Linked DNA regions of Anas platyrhynchos: region 2 is linked to region 1. A link is a contact called in public Hi-C data. All regions are on one chromosome and are shown on one strand. Each heading gives the region's core, a stretch centred on a gene start, on an enhancer-like site or on the middle of the called end of the contact. The rest is flanking DNA. Distances are from core to core; before and after follow the strand shown. Region 1 overlaps SLC16A10 (solute carrier family 16 member 10). Region 2 holds the start of SLC16A10 (solute carrier family 16 member 10).

The links. Hi-C and Micro-C count contacts between places; a contact is called where the count stands out from the background.
Region 2: a contact with region 1 is called in a Hi-C map of subcutaneous adipose tissue, with 2.3 times the contacts expected there. The contact joins the promoter of SLC16A10 here to the enhancer-like site in region 1. A contact is called at or near these places in 7 of 8 Hi-C or Micro-C datasets (F1 follicle, F5 follicle, liver and 3 more).

What each region holds. Positions count from the first base shown.
Region 1 is chr3:72,437,390-72,442,711 of IASCAAS_PekinDuck_T2T, reverse strand. All of the region lies in intron 3 of SLC16A10 (solute carrier family 16 member 10), which reads left to right. Among named protein-coding and RNA genes, the nearest start is that of MFSD4B, 24 kb to the right of the region's middle. Within about 2 kb of position 2,746, at least 4 of the 8 cell types and tissues checked have an H3K27ac peak or open chromatin away from gene starts, as enhancers often do. A contact at or near this core is called in small yellow follicle and subcutaneous adipose tissue, where this site is marked.
Region 2 is chr3:72,484,060-72,489,381 of IASCAAS_PekinDuck_T2T, reverse strand. It overlaps SLC16A10 (solute carrier family 16 member 10), which reads left to right and starts at 2,579. Exons shown (of 6, transcript XM_027454698.3): 1 at 2,579-3,164. The coding sequence starts at 2,789. It overlaps LOC140002211 (a long non-coding RNA gene), which reads left to right and starts at 4,135. Exons shown (of 3, transcript XR_011808416.1): 1 at 4,135-5,322.

The DNA of each region.
Region 1 (5,322 bases), core at 1,497-3,996:
GTAAATATAAATTACTTTTTTTTTTTTTTTTTTTTAAGACAAAACAGCATCAACAAACAAACCTCAAAACAACCCCAAAACAATAAGAAAAAAAAAAAAGGATGGCAGGCAATATAATAAAAATGCATATTGATAGCGATTGTTTCTAAATCCGAACCTTTTATTGATAAAGAAAATAGGTACTCCTCAGGCATGGCCAGATTTATTTGAAAATGAAGCTTATTGTTTAAATAAGATTATACATGTGGATTCAAAGCTATGACTTGTAATGGCTATAACTGATATGCAATGTGAAAGTTAACATAAGAGTGAAACACTGACTTTAGTTTCATAGCTCAGGAAACAGCCCAGTATTTCTCACCCCACTTTACTTCCTATTTCTTTATTTGCTGTGTAAATCTGACTTTTTCTTCTGATGTTTATCCACATTCATGTTCCATAGGTGCATACTTGTGTATGTAGAGATTTTTGGTTATGGAATGCATGTGTTCTGTGTCTGTGTGCTTCGGATTGAAGGTCTTGGATGTGGTGTGTTCCTGGCTGTTTTTTCCAACAAATTCTTTGGAAAAATCTGTTTTGGGATCCGGATTTAAATAATGGATTTATGCCCTTCCATACATAGATGCCACAGATTCAGTGTTTCTTTGCTTTTATGAATCTGCACAAAGCAGGAATAGGTTGAGCTGGACCTTCAAAGAGCAGGGAAGCGAGAGCGCAGCCACAGCTCCTGGAATAAGCAGGTGGATGTTGCCTCAGGTTCTAGAAACTGCCACTGAGAAACAAAGCATCTCCTTGGACTTTGCTCTAAGATTTTCATCAACTGTATTGTAAGAAAAAATGCCTCACAAATTAAGAATTAAAGAGGCTTCAAAGCAGCTGGCCTGATGAAAAGTGTTCTCAAAAAGATACAGCAGCCCCAGCGCTGCCATTAGGTACAGACCTGGGTTCTGCTGGCATTTTGCGCTGTTTCAAAATGTGCTTGGCTGCCTCTGCTGGTAAACTGCTGTTCAGATTCTTGGGGAAACTGCAACGATGTGGTGAAGGATTAGTGTCTAAACAGGCCAGGCTGCCAGCAGCGGGCACCAGCTTGTGGAGCTGTGATCACTGTAGAAAGAGAGACCCTGCTTCTCACCGTGGAATAAAAATATCCCACAGTATATATATGTATGTCCTCTGTGTTGCTGTGCTTTTCCGTACATAAACCAGGAACACGGGGCTTGGAAAAGTTGAGAGGTTCGATGCGTATGCTGCGTGAAGATCGTCGGTTCAGCCTTCTTCTCTTTTTATAGAGCTTGGGAACAGCTGGGAAGAAGAGCCAGTTATGTTATGCATTCCTCCCAGGCCAGTCACCCCTGCTCTGCTCAGCCACAGGCAGCTGTGACAGGGATTAAGTGACTGGCCGTGTTATCCTGCGCAGGCCCTTGGCCCAGTTGGAGGCTTTGAGTCAGCATTGCCCACCCGGTGTGCCTAGTCATCTCTTCTCTTTCCTTTTCCCGTGCTGCTTCAGCCGTCCTTCCGATACCTTCGACAGTAGGAAATCTCCTGGAAGAGAGGAAATGTCAGCAGGAAAAAGCCCCTCTGCGAGGGACTTTCTGCTGACACGCAGGGCAGAAGCGCTGGTGAGCAGTGCACGGGGGGAAGAAGCTCACTGGTTTTAGTGACGGATACAGCGTGCACAAAGTGTGAACTGTTTTGAGAATGTAAGAATCCATTCTCGGAGATAATCTCTGGGCTTAAAGATTGTTATGGGCAATACTGAAATTGTGTTTTTTATGATCAGAGAGAAAGGTCATAGTCCTTCCCCCTGTGTAGGGAATTCACTGCTTTAAAGCAATTAAGTTGTTTCAGTAGTACCTCATCAGAGCAGATGACTGGCACCTACACTCAAAATGGTTTTTTATTTTTGCTGTCATAGAAAAACAACAACAAATGAAATGATTTAGGCAGTCTGCTTCTCAGGAGGAAGCTAATCTGAGTGCAAAATCTTCACCATCCTAATGAGGGCTGCTTTTTTTTATTATGTAGAGGGGTATGGGGATGGTTGGAGTCTCTGTGAAGTACTTTGTTAGTCATAAGAACTTGTTTATGCATACAAACAAACTCATTCACCTTCCAGGATGCATCACAAAATCAGACAGCTCCAGTAGGCTTAGTTATCTGCGCTGTGTGGCTTAGTCTGTCTCCAGATCTTCTCAGTTTGTTACTTTGAAGTTGCTGGATCTAGCTGCTACACCCACGTATGTAGTCTGTCTGCAAAAAGATAGTGCTGTCTTCTGCTCTATAGTTTCCATCTTCTGCTACGACATCCATTTAGTTCTGGCTCTGTAGTAAAGAAAAGTCTTTTTTTTTTTTTTTTCCACTTTAGAAAGAACATAGTGAAGAGGGGAGCTTGCTGATATGGATCATAGATGATGCAGATTTTTGTTGCTAAGCAGATTTGATTTTTTTCTTTTTTTTTTTTTCCTCCCTGAGGGCAAGATCCTTGCTTTCCTGTGATTCAACTTTTTTTTTTTTTTTTTTTTTTTTTTCCCCAATTGGACTACCTTCTTAAATTGCACCAACATGATCTGTCCGTCAGCCCTATTCTTTACCAGCCAACTACTTTGACTTCTTGTCTCTACCTCTTTCTCAGCTGTGTAGCAGTGATTTGCCTTGTTCATGCTAGTAAGCGATCTGTTTCTGCTGTGCGAATTCAATCTAGTCCCCATGCATGCTTGAACCTTTGCCTCGTGGAACACTTGCCAGTACAAACCATCTTCCTGTGCAAGCAACTCAGGAGCAAAAAGCCAGGCTCTCATGAGATCCTCTGTACTCAGTTTTCCTAGGAACTTACTCAAAGTTCTTGCTATGTATTTTGAAAACTGTATTCGCTTGTGTGTATTCGGTTTGTGAAAGGCCTTATTTATTCGGGACTATACAGTCTCTCTATTCTGCCCATTCAGAAAGACGGCTATTTTCCACCTATAAACTGCACCTCCCCCTGGCAAAAGCTTTGGTCCCTTAAAAAGAATTATACTGGAAAATACACACTGGGTAATGACCACCAACATTCTCCAGGCAGATCTGAGCTGCTCTATCCACACAGGCTAGAGGGTGGCCAGGCTAACTCTCGCTGCACTAGTTGATGCACTGCTCACAGGACCCAAGCCATTGCTCACAATGACACTTTTGTGTGCACAGTCCTAATCCTGCACCTCTCTTCCCTCCCCTGAAGTCCCGTGCCCTGAATTCCCTACTGGAGACAAATTGCAACACAGCTATAGATGCTGTCCTGTATGTCTGAGTGCAAAGAATGATGAAAAGTACAACGTATGATATATGGACCCTAGTAACCATAAAGCTCTCAAGTTAAACATTTAAAATGCATGCACATCCAGAGTAAAGCGTGTACACATAGCACATCCTGAAGAAATTCAGTTCTTGTAAGGTAAATATTGTCTCTGTTTTGGGAACCACTCATATTATGTCACTAGTTTGCTGCTAAAAAAAAAAAGTGTAAAAAGTGTTTAATATCTGATTGGTACATCTGGATTTTAATTCTAAAAATTGAAAAAAAAATCACCCTCCATCACCATGTTCACTTGCTTTCATTGGTTGCTGTTCAAGAAACCCATTCATTTTTTCATATCTCCTCCATCATTCATTTGCCTGAAGGCTACTACATCATTCATTTCCCAGAAATCATCGTTAGTACGTTTTGTAAAGATAGGATAGTATCTTTTAAATGATGTACTAACAGGTAACTGTGTCAAATGGATATTTCTCCATACTCTAGGAAATCTGAAGATAAAGCTGTAGGTATACCTGTTGATTTTATTACCTTTCTCATCCACTTTATCTACCATATTTCTGTCCCCCCCCCCCCCCCCCAAAAAAAAAAAAAAAAAAAAAGCAAGGCACTGGTTTTGTAAGGGTCCAGTGTAATTAAGGAGGATATTTCTGAGACCTCAAATCTTCAGTGGCTCCCCATGCTTTACTTGCTTTGCTAATCTTTGCATTTATCTCCCTTCAGATCTCAACATCTGCTGCAGTTTGACTGCCCAGGTTAGTGAAATTTTCCCCCTTTACCCACTTCTGTAATTATCCTGTGCACCTCTTTTCTTTCTCAGTATTTCTCAACGTTGATCTGGCAGTATTTATTCTTCACTACTTTTTAGTTTTTATTATCTACTTTTGACACTGGAAGGTGGTGGGAGTGAAAATAAAATAATAATAAAAAAAAATCCTACTTTATATGAAAACATGTTTAAGCTGTTTTCCAAGTATGTATTGGAGAAGAGTAAAAATTGTAAGTACAGAAAGAACAGAAACTGAAAAGAGTAAGTGAAATGCATGTATTTCCCTCCCCTCCCAGACATGAGAGTAAATGACAGTTCACTGCAATAAAATACATTAGGTAGCAGTATATTCAGATATTATTGATATAATAATATCTGTATATCAGTATATTCAGATATTATTATTCGGTATATATAAGACTTTGAAGGATAAGAATGAAGCATTGAGCAAACTTCTGGCCTGTGCTATGCTAGCAGATTGAGAGGTCTGAATTACATTATAATTTTCTTTATATCAGTCTCTAATAGTCTCTAATTAATATAATTTTGGATAATACAAACTATTCTAGTATCAGACAGGATATAGTTAAGTCAGAGAATAATAAAATAAATAAATATATATTTAATGCTAATTCTAATGGTACTCAGCTTCCTGTCTTTTTGGGTGCTTGAAGCATCATAGCCTGAATTAAACTCTTTCTGCTCCATAGGTGCCCAGAAACCTGGGATCAAAACTGGCTTTTTTTGTACTATTCTCATCCAGAGTCAAGAAACCTATTCATCAAAATTAAGTGAAGAACCTTCCTTCACTCATGCAGACTAGCTTTTGCGTCCAGTTTCTGCTCCAGGAAGAGCTGCCTGGAAACCCTCTTTGCTCCTTAGTTTTTGTTCAGACTTGTGAATTTCTTTTCACGTATTTTGTGCTTTCCTTTGAGGAAATCTTGAAACCTAGCTGTTTCCATTTGGTTGCTGCTAGTGAAGTCATGATCTATTTTCCAGGTTCTTTCCTGCTGATTGAGTTAAAATTTAAGTCTTACTACAGAGTAGAGTATTTCCTAGGAAAGGGGAGGCATGGTTTTAGTTTGCTTCAGGCTGGAAAGAAAACTACACAAATGTCTATACCCTGAGTGAGGGCCGTATCTCTGTAAGAGGATTCTATCACTATCATATCTTTTTATTGCGTTTTAAAGGAAAATACAACTACTGGATTGAATTTTGCTGGGCCCTGATCTGGTAGATATTTGTCAGTGTTATTTGGCACCTC
Region 2 (5,322 bases), core at 1,330-3,829, 47 kb before region 1:
CTACTTAAGACTTCTAGAGAGACCATGTAAAGGAAAGCCCCACCTGCCCTATTTTTTGATAATATAAACCATTTTTTTTTCTGACTTAATATAAATAGCTATAGCTCAATAAGACAGAGAGTACTGAAGGAACATGCAAAATAAGTATATCCATCAAATTTATAAAAATCATATGTGTTGGAGAACCAGATTTTGCGAGTCTACATTCCCAACAATGTGAGGAGAAAGTGAAAATAGTCATTTCATACTACTCCGGGGGAAAGCAGCACTTAACAACTGTAAAACAGAATCTATTATAAAAATGTCCTGAAGCAGAAGTTGCACACAATATGTTCACAATGGTTTTAAAAATAAAGGATGTGTTTTTTTAAAAAAAAGTGGGAGGATTAATTGACAGTGTTTATGGGAAAACAGGGAAATGAAACTGCAACACATAAGTATTATATTGAAAAACATATGGAGAAGGAATTAGTCTTATGCTTAACTGAGCACTGTCCAAAACAGGAAAAAAAAAAAAAAAAAAAAAAAAAAAGTGGTTCTTGCCTCGTGCTAGTTTGACTATATATCATATAGGTCACGGGGCCCCATTCAGGAAGGTAGCTGAAGTGATCCGAGGAGTCTAGCTGAAAGTTAGAAAAACAGTGCAGTGCCTGTAGAAGCGGGACCCTCCCGATTAGCCACAGTAAGATCCAGTCTCGGATTTCGCCCTTGTTTATTTCAGTGCAATCAAAAGTTTAATTCAGTTAATCATTGCTGGCAAACATAATGAAGATTGAATCTGGTTTCTAAAGAAGGTTTGCTCTCTCTGAACCGCTCCAAACAGTTATATCGTGCTGGGTGAAGCCAGACTTACTGTAAGAGCACTCAGCAAGATTTGGAGAGCAACCTTTGGACAAGGAGTCACTGAAGAATGTTAAGTGTTAACTTCTGCGTGTTAAACTGCTTACGAACTATTCTGGACATACTTAAGCTAACGATAGGTTTGGGGTTTTTCACAGGCATTAAAACTCGTTCCTTGGAGGGAACAGATGTGTTTTCCAGTGGTTGGCCAAAAGTTGTATTTGTTTTGACAATTATTATGTAATTGATACAACTGTACTATGTTTTGTTAGGGGTATTTATTTGTTCCACATTCTACTGTTGTTATAATATGTGTGTGTTCAATGTGTTTAGATTTAGCCTAGACCGGCATGGTTAGCAAGACAAATGGAGTATGCGGCAAGATCGGTGCATCTATACAATGTATTTCATTTTTATCATGTGTATTTTTTTTTAATTTATGTTAAAACAGTTTGGAGGCCACTAGACATGTAGATGTAAAAAATCAAAGGTTGCTTGATTCCCAAGGCCAAGCATTCGTAGATCCGACACCTTTTTGGTGTGCATTGTTGCTTGGGATTCCACTACATGCCCGTGTGTTTTTCTTTCTTTAGCTCCTAAATTTCATGTGGAAAGTGAGTGAGTAATTTGTGCAAAGCAAGGCACGGTGCTTTATTGCGGAATAAGTATTATTTCCCCTTGTGGCCATGGGTAGGTAGGAGGGAGAAGGAGGTACAGGGACAAAAAAAAAGGAAGATAATTAAGTGGGCAGCAAGTGTGTTGAATGGTGTGGTGAATATTTGCCCTGGTCCTGATGGGGAACCCTCCAGGTGCCATGGGTGAAGGACGATGGGTTTGGGGGCTGATTTGGTGATTTTCCTTCAAGAAGCTCCTCTTCCTCAGCAGGCCCCAACAGTCTGGGACATGCGTGGCTGCCAGCCACACACCCAGGAGGATTTGTGGTGAGTTTGGGAGCGAGATCAGTGGTCAAAACTCTTGCCATATTAACACCCCTGCCCTCAGCTTTCCCCGGTCGTTGGCTGTGGGGAGCAGAGGGCGAGAGGAAGCGTTGGTGCCTCCGCGAAAAGCGGGAAGCGTTTCACGAAGAGTGCAAGCGTGGGGTTTTCTCTTCCTTTCTTAAAAAAAAAAAAAAAAAAAAAAAAAAAGAAAGAAAGAAAAAGAGGAAACCCGGGGAGAAAGTCCCACCACGGCGGAGCTGTCCGGGGGAGCCGCCGCTCCCTCAGCGCCGTGAGGGGAGCGGGAGCCGCAACGGCCGTTAACGTCCACGTGTGTGTGTGGGGGGGGGTGGTGGCTGGGGTGAGCCTTTTGGGGTGCTTTTTGCCTTTTTAAACATTATTATCGCTACTAAACATACTAAACAGCAGAGAAAGGTTTTTTTTTTTTTTTTTTTTAGACTTTCTGCACCTCTTTGCAGGAGGACACCCGCAGGGGGGGAACCGGCTCGGTTCGAGCCTGGGGGGTGTGGGGGGGGGGCGCGTTTAACTCCCTCCTCCACCCGGTTACAGGGCGGGGTGGGGGGCGTGAGGCTGGGAGGCGGCCGTTAACGGCCGTTAACGGCCCCGCCACGAGCGCTTATCACCGGCGGGGCGGGGGGGTGGGGGGACCGGAGGACGGGACAAGGGAAGGGAGGCGAAGCCGCGCCCCCCCCCCCCGCCCCCCGCCCCCCTTCCCGCCTCCCGGCCGCCAGCCAATCAGCGGCGGGGAGAAGCCCTCGCGCCGCTGCCGCCCCCCCGGGGGCTCCCCCCTTTTAAATTGAAGCGGCGGCGGCGGCGGGGGCGCGCGTGTGTGTGCGCGCGCGTGGCTCGGGGGCGCGCACGCCCGCCCAGCTCCTTCAGCGCCGGGGGCGCGCTGCGGGATGCCCGCGGCCAGCCAGGGGGTGAGGCTGTGAGGAGGAGGAGGAGGAGGAGGAGGAGGAGGAGGAGGAGGAGGAGGAGGAAGGCGGCTGAGGATGGCGCCGGTGAGCGAGCAGCCGGCGCCGCAGGGCGAGGGGGGTCCCGCGGGCGCCCCCCCGGCGGGGCTGCGGCAGGAGAACGGCGGCGAGAGGGGCCCGGCGGGGGCGGAAGGGGGCGGCGGGGCCGTGCCCCAGCCCCAGCCCCTGCCCCGTGAGGAGGCGGCGGCGGCGGGAGCTGGGGAGGGTCCCGGTCCCGGTGCCGGTGCCGGTCCCGCCGAGCCCCCCGAGGGCGGCTGGGGCTGGGTGGTGATGCTGGCTGCCATGTGGTGCAACGGCGCCGTCTTCGGCATCCAGAACTCGTGCGGCGTCCTCTTCGTCTCCATGCTCCAGCACTTCGGCGGCAGCGAGGACCGGCAGATGGCCTTCAAGACAGGTGAGGAGGGGGGGTGCTTCCCGGTGCTGCTCCCGGCTCGGGGTGTGTGCTTCTGGCTTTTACAGCGGCTCATCTGTCATAGGAAATCGTAACGAAGTTGGTTCGTTTAGGACACAGCTCAAAGCGTTAAAAAGGAGCGCTGAAATAGCCAGCGTTGCCTCGTGTTTTTGTTTCTTCATAGTAAAAAAGGCGTCCCAGTGCAATCGCCCTGCTGAGGTGTTAGCCTTCTAGGAAACTTGCAGCACAGACTGGCTACAGACCTTTAAAGCAGCTTTGGAAATCATCTTCCTCAACTCTGGGGCAAGCTGAACCTGAAGCAGGAGGAGAAGAGCCCATTCCCTCCTTGCTCCCCCCAGCTTAAGGTTTCTGTCTCGAGTCAACAGCCAAGGCAGGTGCTCACCGAGTAAGAAAGCTGTGGTGGAGCACTAACTGCACCCTCCAGTGTTTCAGCTGTTTGTGGTGCCAGGTAAGGTGCCCAGCTCCACAGCTCTTGAGCTGGGAAGGTGAGGTGCTGCGCCTGTCCCCACATCAGGTATCACAGCGCCTGCCCCTGGGGGCAGGTGGATGCACAGGGCCGGGTGCCTGGTCAGAGGAGGTGCCCAAAACACCTGCACGTGGGGCTGGGAGCCACTGGCAGGTCATGAGTGAGAAACGACACCGGTGGCTGCTGCTCCCTCCTTTTGTGGGGCAGAGGGGTAGCTGCTGCTTCTGGGGACCTGGTTCTCTGCTGACCGCCTTCCAAAATACGGCCCTTGTGCTTAAAAAAAAACGTGACTTGTTAGGTTATTGTGTCGAAGTCAATCAACAAGAGGAGGGAGGATTGGGATTACTATCTTCTACCCTCCAGAAAAGTAATTGCGCCACTGGTTTGAAAGTGAGGTGGGATTGAGGGCGTGCTCCACCCATGTTTTTGACACTTCGCTCAGCCTCAGAGAAGGGGGGGGGGGTGGGACCTGTTTTTGTAGCCTAGTTGTTTTGCAGCCTGTTCAGAAAAGCAGGAAGAGTTTTGAGTCCTGTTGGATGCAGTCACGGTGACCTGCATCACTTCTTTCTTCTGAACTTTGTTAAAAATAAGCTACAGCTGCATTCTGGTTTTGTTTGTTGACAGGTGTGCTATGGTTTGGGCCATGCAGATGATGTTTACTTTGCTTCTTTTTGATTCAAACTAGTATAGGTTCAGGGGAAATGGCCTCAAATCGCTTCCTTGACTAGATAACTTGTGTGTGCATGTGAGGAGAAGGGACTGCAAATACAAAAGTGCCTCCTGCAGCCAGCAGAACAGCAGCTATAAAGCTGCTCTCTCTTCTCACACCTGAGAGTACCCTGATGAGGGTAGGCACTGCAAGGACTAAGCAGCAGCTGTCAAACACGGCTTTTTGTTCCTTGATGTTGGATTTTTGTCGTCTTAAACTGCTTGTCTGCTGTTTGTGATCTTGGTGAGGGTAAGACCGAGAGTCAAACTGAACTAAAATTTTGATGCAATATTTAGCTTGTCAGACAGGGGATTTATGGTCAGGAATGGCAAATTGCACTTAGGGTTGCTTTTATTGAACTGCTGATGGATTAGATGGCATGCTGGAGAGAGAAGGGACGGCTAATGGATGAAAATGGATGAAGTCAGTATGATTTTAGTGTTAGAGAAAACCCCAGCTGGATCATTCATAGGGTATCGGTGATGGTACCTAATCTAGTTAGTCTCTTGTTCAAACTGACTGCAGCTTGAGCTTGTGAGTCAGACTTAGTGGATCTGAAAACTGGGATTTGTAGTGAAAGTTTTCTTGCTGTATGCTTTTGCTTTGAAATATAAAGTTTAATACTCAAATTTTTGGAGAGAGGGCACCTTTAAAATCCAGAATGGTGATTTGTGAGAACCATAAATATTCCAGATAACCTTTTCTGTGACCCCCAGCTGTTTATTCATAGCACTACAGAATCCAGCTTTTTAATATAATTACAAAATTACTTAGCTGTTGGCAGAAGCATGTGTGTTGCTGGAGGTTTTTGTTTAGGACAAGCTAGTCGTTGTCTGCTGCCTTGTGTTTTCCTTGCAAAGAGGAATGAAGTAGACTATAGCACGTGCTATTTTTGTTATTTTTTTTTAAAGTGGACGGATACTTAATGTGCACGAAAGGCAAAACAGGAGGAGGCAGAAGGGAGG